Linked DNA regions of Sus scrofa: all the other regions are linked to region 1. The links are chromatin contacts, called in public Hi-C maps. All regions are on one chromosome and are shown on one strand. Each heading gives the region's core, a stretch centred on a gene start, on an enhancer-like site or on the middle of the called end of the contact. The rest is flanking DNA. Distances are from core to core; before and after follow the strand shown.

Evidence for each region. A called contact is a pair of places that touch in the nucleus more often than the background predicts.
Region 2: a contact with region 1 is called in a Hi-C map of skeletal muscle, with 10 times the contacts expected there. The contact joins two enhancer-like sites. A contact is called at or near these places in 3 of 47 Hi-C or Micro-C datasets (psoas muscle and skeletal muscle) and 1 of 2 datasets of contacts at active chromatin or transcription factors (skeletal muscle).
Region 3: a contact with region 1 is called in a Hi-C map of skeletal muscle, with 2.8 times the contacts expected there. The contact joins two enhancer-like sites. A contact is called at or near these places in 2 of 47 Hi-C or Micro-C datasets (heart right ventricle and skeletal muscle).

Annotation. Positions count from the first base shown.
Region 1 is chr15:127,878,675-127,881,195 of Sscrofa11.1, forward strand. No RefSeq gene overlaps it. Among named protein-coding and RNA genes, the nearest start is that of IRS1, 430 kb to the right of the region's middle. Within about 2 kb of position 1,262, at least 3 of the 83 cell types and tissues checked have an H3K27ac peak or open chromatin away from gene starts, as enhancers often do. A contact at or near this core is called in skeletal muscle, where this site is marked.
Region 2 is chr15:128,113,910-128,116,430 of Sscrofa11.1, forward strand. No RefSeq gene overlaps it. Among named protein-coding and RNA genes, the nearest start is that of IRS1, 190 kb to the right of the region's middle. Within about 2 kb of position 1,257, at least 2 of the 83 cell types and tissues checked have an H3K27ac peak or open chromatin away from gene starts, as enhancers often do. A contact at or near this core is called in skeletal muscle, where this site is marked.
Region 3 is chr15:128,054,827-128,057,347 of Sscrofa11.1, forward strand. No RefSeq gene overlaps it. Among named protein-coding and RNA genes, the nearest start is that of IRS1, 250 kb to the right of the region's middle. Within about 2 kb of position 1,260, at least 2 of the 83 cell types and tissues checked have an H3K27ac peak or open chromatin away from gene starts, as enhancers often do. A contact at or near this core is called in skeletal muscle, where this site is marked.

The DNA.
Region 1 (2,521 bases), core at 12-2,511:
TAGATCAATCTACATTTATACATTGATCTCTACATCTAAATATGTAACACCTCACCGTACACAATTAGGATTTACCCCAAGAATTCAATATATTTATTCACGCTAGGAGATATTTTAGTAGAATTCATCAAATTACCAGGTTGGCATTGGGGGAACATATAAGCAAATCAAAAGATGGCAATGGTTTTATTTTGAGGTGCTTTTATGCCTATTCAAAATTTTCAACATGCAAATTTTTTGCAATTGCATAGGAATTTTTTTTTTTTTTTTGGTCTTCTTAGGGCCACACCCCCGGCACATGGAGGTGCCCAGGCTGTGAGTCGAATTGGAGCTGCAGCTGCCAGCCTATACCACAGCCACAGCAACGCCAGATCCAAGCAGTGTCTGTGACCTATACCACAGCTCATGGCAATGCTGGATCCTTAACCCACTGAGCAAGGCCAGGGATTGAACCTGCGTCCTTATGGATGCTAGTCAGATTCTTTTTCACTTAGCCATGACAGGAACTCCAACAATTATTTTGAAAGAAAATTGAGAGACTTCTCTGCTCATTCTATAAATAAATAGCTTTGAGAACCAACTGATTATCATAATCTGACCATATTAAGAGCTTTGGCCAATCAGATCAATCAAGTCTCTCAAGTTTGTACAACTCCGTCATCCTCACCATAGCATGCCTGCCACGGGGCTACTTACATTTGCATCACCTCTGGAGTATCCCATCAGTTAAAGATAATGTGGAATGTTTCCAAGGACCCCCGTGTGGTTTCTTTCCCTCTGAGTGAGAATGGAAAGAGACATCGTAGTATCAAGAAGTCATCACATACTTTGAATAGCCAGGAACTCTAGAACCTGGACAGAGTTTCACACAGAAAATGAAAATACATTATAGATTTAATTTTATGTTCTGGAGTGTAGCAAACAATTTCTTTTAGGATGAGCTTTCTCCAAACACAGCAAGTTAGGAAACTTTCACACATAGAAACCAAGAGGACCCGGAATGCTCAACAAGCTGGGTACAAGCTGAGCCGCAAGAGCAAACTAAGCACATTTAAAAATAACAATAAGGATAATAAAGCTAATAATTATAATCTCCCTGGTGAGATAAAAGGTCACTGTGACCACCAGATTGCCATACCAGCTATTCTGCCTGGCATGATGCTTACTTGGCCCTTGTGCATTGGTAAGTCCAGAGCCAGGCTGCAGGCAGGCACCAGCCCAGGCTTCCATTTGCTTACCCTCCAGCAACTGCCAATGGTTCAGGTTGCAAATTTGTTTATATTTAGAAGAACAGGTGTGCGGCTCAGTTCTAAATCAAGTCAATGCCCTGCTGGTGTCATCTTGTTGCATTTCATGTAGCTGGAATAACTTAATTCGGAAAAGGGCAACACGACTACCCTAAGTAAGGGCTGCACCAAGTGTGGAGGGCTTTTACGTCATGACTTCTCTTCTTTTCAGATTCTGCTCACTGTCCCCTCTTTGAACAAACCTGCAAGGTTTTTTGTTTGTTTGTATGTTTGTTTGTTTGTTTGTTTGGGTACAGGTTGGTGGTTTTCCATGAGAAAAGAAATCAGAAGCCCTGGATTCAAATGAAGTCTCATTAGAAGACTGGATTATCTCTTACCTGTGACCATGGGCTGAAATCACAGGTCTTCAGTGGGCCCCCTCTTTAAAACACCAAGATTGTTGTAAAACTCAAATTCCATCATGAAGCAGAATGTTTCATAAGTGCTAAAGTACTCCAAAGCTGTAAAATATCATGATGCACATGAAAGATCCTTATGACACTAAATATGCTCTAGAAATGTAAACTAGTGGAATGGATGAACGTGTGCTGTGAGCAATGCTGTAAATGTCAGATCCATGACAGAATCCAAGACCAGGTGTTCTTGAAGACAGCAGCTTGGCAGTCATCGCCTTCAATTGTTATTTCTATTAATAATTCTAATGAGGAGTTCCTCTCGTGGCTCACTGGGTTAAGAACCTGACATAGTATCCATGAGGATGCAGGTTCGATGCCTGGCCTTCCTCCATGGATAAAGGGTTCAGCATTCCTGCAAGCTGCAGCTAGGTTGCAGATGCGATTCTGGTCCCGCATTGCTGTAGCTGTGGGGTAGGTCTCAACTGCAGCTCCCATTAGATCTTTAGCCTGGGTACTTCCATATTCCACAGGTGTGGCTGTAAAATGAAAAAAAAGAAAAAAGAAAAAAGAATTCTTATGAAAACATAATGTATAAGGAAGTGAGGACACTTGGTTATAATATAAAGTTATCCTGCTGGTGATGTTATCTCTGATACTTGTCCAGGCTTTCATCTCAGTTCTGTCCAGAGTAATTTGGGACATTGACACACCATCATTTTGTGGCATCCTAAACGAAGTAGGTACCAAGTAGAAGGCTTTTCACTGGAGAGGGGAAAGGAAATTTTGTTTCCTTTTTACTTCTGTTTATGTAGGATTATGTGTTATCAAAATTTATATTGATAAAATAATAAAATATTTTACAGAAAAAAAACCCCTTGC
Region 2 (2,521 bases), core at 7-2,506, 240 kb after region 1:
TTACAGTGGAAAGGAAAGCAACACATACATACAGGCAATTTGTGTCTCTTGCTGCTTAAGAGCACTGTGCCTTCCATCATTCAAATGGTTAGCAATTATACAATGAGTCCAATCAATATAGACAGCCGACGCAAGTCAGACATAGCTGATCTTGTATGAATTAATACGTACGTAATGAGCCTTTACCGCTTCTTAGCATGAATTCTGCAGACTCCATCTCTATTTTTCTCTTGTGCCTGGGAGTAGCTTAAAACAGTAGCCAAAAGAAAAACATTAACGGCAAGAAAGCCTTGGTTGGTGGATATTTATTTTGGAGACTATCAGAGAAATAATTTGGTCTGTGGTATTTTCCTTACTACTGTTCAACAGCTCGATCATGCCTGTTGCTTCGAGAGTGTATGTCGCTGATAGTTAAAACCTTGGAATCAGTTGTTCTGGTTCTGGAATCTTTGAGTCTTCGTTTGTCACTCTTTCCTTTCACAATGTGTGTTTCTTCTATGTAATCACTCTTTCAGACACGAGCAAATGGTTGCCATCTTAGGACAAACTCATGAGATCAGAACTGCCTGGAAATATGCTGAAGTGTGTGATCTTATTCCAGAAACTGATGCTTTGTTGAAATTCAATATTGTGTATTTTACCAGCATATATTTAATGTGCATCAATGGAAAGCATTTAAAACAGCAAATTTTAATGCTAATTTATAAGGTGCTATTTCCAGACACTGCTTACAGGATCCTTTTTAAACAATTCTAAATTCCTACTACCACAAACGCTACCAAAAATAATAGTAATATCCCTTACAACATTTTTGAATTTACAAAGCACTTTTATGTGAGATATAAAAACCCTGTGAGACAGATAGTACAAAACATTTTCCAACTAGCAGATGAGGGAATTGAGAACAGGAAGGGTAAAATAACTGGCTTAAAGTTAGTAAGAAGCAGAAATGGAATTCTAGAGTCCAGGCTCTAGAGCAAGAAAATCCAGCATGCTTTATAGCATAAGAGGACCAAATCTGATCTAAAATAGAAAAGCGAAATAGCAACAATAATAATAATAATGTTGACATTTTTCTCATAACTGGGCAAGACTAAAATAGAACATGGGTAACATTTGGAAGTAGCAATTGGGAAGAGATGAGATTCATTTGGAAACCTGAGTAGAGATTTTCTATCTAAAAAAAGCACTGAGACTCATGTAGGGACCTCTTGGTCCTCTCCAGTTTCCATCAGCTGCAAAGGAGCCAGCTACCTGAAAAGTTACCAATAAACCTCTCTTAGTGAGATACACGAGGCCGAGTCCTTCTTTTGACTGTCTTCAGGTGTTGTGATCATCACCCCGGAAACAGGTATGGCTCCCTTCAACTGACCTCGCATAGCCCTATACACTACTGTATTGTATTCAGTTCCCACCCCAACCTTATGGACAGGCCAGAGCACATGCCATTCTCCTCATTTATTCCAGAGGACTCTACAAAAACACCATGTCACTCATCTGTGCACTCAGAGTTATTTAATCATAGGTCGTGGGACCAGAATTGGGGATTGCTCTGTCCAAGACTGATCTGTCTCTACCAAGAGGAGTCTTACTAACCACTGTATCAGTTGGGGTCTGATCAGGAGATAGTTAACTCAAGGCTACTTGAGCAGAGAGAGTTTAGTACAAAAGTGAAGTAGATAAGCAATGACTTCAACCAAAAAATGTATCAATCACCTCTGTCTCGAGACGAGATGTTTATTGGTAACATTACAGGGAGCTGGCTCCTTTGCAGCTATGGAAACTGAGAGACCCAAAAGATGATACTCATATTTTCAAATGAATCTCATCTCCTTGATACTCTTCATCTACCTACATAAATGAACAGCCAGAAAGAGAACACTAAAGTATCACAGAGGTTGCGACCACAGAAAGCAGGGAGGGCTGAGAGAACAAGGTCTGGGATTCTGAAATAAAATTATTAAACTTCTAGGATCTTGGCAAGGAGCCTTATAGAAGGGACCCAGACCTCTGAGGAAAAGTCATGACCCATCAAGCACTCTTATTCCTAAGGCGTAAAGGAGGTTGGTTCCACATTGTTGGAAAACCTGCAAGATGTGCTTACCTGCTGCTATAGGAAAACCTTGCCATTTCTGAAATTAAAAACCATCGCTAAGGTCCCCCTTGCAGGAACTAGAAACATACAAGAAGAAGCATTCCCTTCTTTTTCCTCCAGTCTTGCAACCTCTCTTGGGTATTCCCAGTAAGCAGCACCATGGGGAGCCAGCTAGCAAAGCAGAAAGAAGGCTTGTACAGTCTACCCCAGCACCACTCCATAGAGTTTAAAACTGTGGGTCGAGAGCCAAGAGACCATAGCTAAAATCTGGTAGCATCCTCACCTTTGGATCCCACAGCCATGTACGTCTTCTAGTCTTCTACCGTTGCTAGAACTTCCATACAACAATAAAAGCAACTCTGCATTTCTGCCTGCCAAGATCCACCTGTCTTCCTACAAACAAAATACTCTCATTCTCTTCACCGA
Region 3 (2,521 bases), core at 10-2,509, 180 kb after region 1:
TTATTTCTCAAACACTGCTGTACATCAGAATCACTAAGAGTGCTCATTGAGGTTAATATTCCCTGGTCATACTCAGTAGACCTTCCTGAGGACCAGTGACGTGCATCCTTAATGAGCATCTCAGGTGATTCAGATACAGATGGTGTTGGGATCTGCTTTTGGAAACAGACGCATGAGACTCCATCTAAAAATGCTCGCAAGCAGGTGGCCAGCTACTAGCTACAAGAAAGCTCTTAGTGAAAGTAATGAGATTGATCATCTGTTAAATTTAATGCTCTATTTTAAATGAAAATTACAGAAGCAAACCTAATTGATTTCTATGTGTTAATTAACAGAGGGAAAATAACCAAACTGTCTCTAGTACCACAGTCTACAGACTGGTTTGTACTTAAGGAGAAAATGGCCATTTTAGTAGTATGGTTACATTCTTTGGGGGAGGGAAATTTCCAAGAGTCTGAAGCTTGAAAAAATTACTACCTGTAAAAGTGGATTAGAAATCTCGAAAAGTTGTTCAAATCTGCAAAGTTCTCATATGTCATTCTTCTCATCAGACTAGAAATACCTACTTCGCCAGGAAAAAGAGCAAGTGCATGTAAATTTCTCTGTAGGTACCTGAAAAGTTCATATGGCTAGAAATGACTAAAGCCAAATAACAAAGCTTTTTTTTGTTGTTGTTACCCCCTTACTCAACCCTATTCCCTGCTTATCACAAACTCAGGCACATATAAGTAACTTCATTCTTACCCTCTGATGGTCTTTTAATAATTATTTGATCTGGTGAGATAATTTTGACATTCTTACTCTCTACTCTTATTTAAACTGATAGATAACAAAATCATGTCCTGGATTAAGGATAAATAATTAGTAATGTATTAGGTCATAATGGAAATAGTTAAAGCATACTGTAACATCTTAATGGCAGCATATCACTATTAAGGGTGTAACAAGGTCAAGTAAATTGTCCCAGAGCTTTCCAAAAGTCTGGCTATGCTTGCCTCTTTTTTTTTAATACAAAAAAATGCTGTTTGATCTTTGAAAATGTGTAATCGATGAGAAGCCAAGAAATTTTTAAAAGCCTCATGATACAGAGACTAACTTGCACCAACTTTGGACAAAAATACAACAAACTGATTGCGCCGGACATTGAACATTGATCTGCTAAACAGAGAAACTTCATTTCAATAAAAACCAGAAAGTTTAAAATAGGCCTCTGACTAATAGAAAAGTCAGGAGTATTTTTAGCAAATGGACAGCAGACACGTGTTCAGTGGTTAGAAACACTGCTATCTTTAAGCACGTGTCAACCAGGAATATTGCAAGGTCAATGTCAAACCTTCCTGCAGGAAGAAACTTCTCCCACTGCCAGCCCATCTCTCTAAAATTCTGAATGTGAACTTCACAAAGAAGGAGGAAAATATATACACAGAGATGAGAATACAATACATTTAAAGTTTTCCAAATGCATAGCTAATAAGGAAAGTATTTGGGAGGAGAAAAATAGAGGGTCTTGAAGTATTTGCAAGAAAGATTTACCTTTTTAGTGATCTCTAATTTTTTGCCAATAACATCTCTCCCATCACTGGGATGAGACCTGAATCCCACAGCAGGACCACAATTCTTATCAGGTTGGTCTCTACAGAAACATCTTGTCACCTCTGGTTTTCATACAGTTGGGCAGCAAATAGTGAACACCTAACATTTTAAAGAACTGTGCCAGGCATGTTCAGATTTCCGAAGTTTTTAAGAATAATCCTCAGCCTTAGAAAACTTAGATGTTCTAATAGAAGCAAAGGCAAAATGTGCCAAGTTCCACCATAGTGAAAAAAAAATTCTAACTGGTTATCAGAAGATATGCCTCACATTTGTTTAGAAGATAAGAGAAGTTTTCTTTGGGGAGGTGGCACTGAAGTCAGGTGCACAGAACAGAAGAGAGTCACATCCACAAAGATGAGGAGGAAGACAAGCTGGAAGGAGCCACCTGCTCGAGAAAAGCAGCGTAAGAGGAAAGTGTGCTAAGGTGGTGAGCAGATTTTCTAGGGTAAGGAATGCAAAAATAGAAAGAAAAACTAGTATGGTAGAGAGATTTTAAACAGATTGAGCATCCATCTTCAAAAACAGGCTAAGGTGTTTGGGCTTTAGGAAAGATGCAGAAACGGGAAAGGATAAACAATCCCTGAGCGCTTGTGATGTGCCAGGTACAGAACTGAAGCTGTGCAAAAATTACAATGCTTAGAGTTCCCATATGGCTCAGCAGGTTAAGTATCCCACAATGTCACTGTGTGGCTCAGGCTCTATCCCTGGCCCAGAAACTTCTGCATGTCCCCTGTGTCGCCAACAAAAGTAATTACACCCCTGAACATCCACACAGAATGAGAATCATACTTGAAAATGCTAGCATAGCACTAGGGAAAGTGTGTTGGGAAAGTTTGAGAGCAATGGAATCCATTGCAAGGACACTAAACAAAAGTTTGTTTCAGAAATCAAGGGAGGTTTTATTTAATCGAAGTGGAGTCATTGTGCA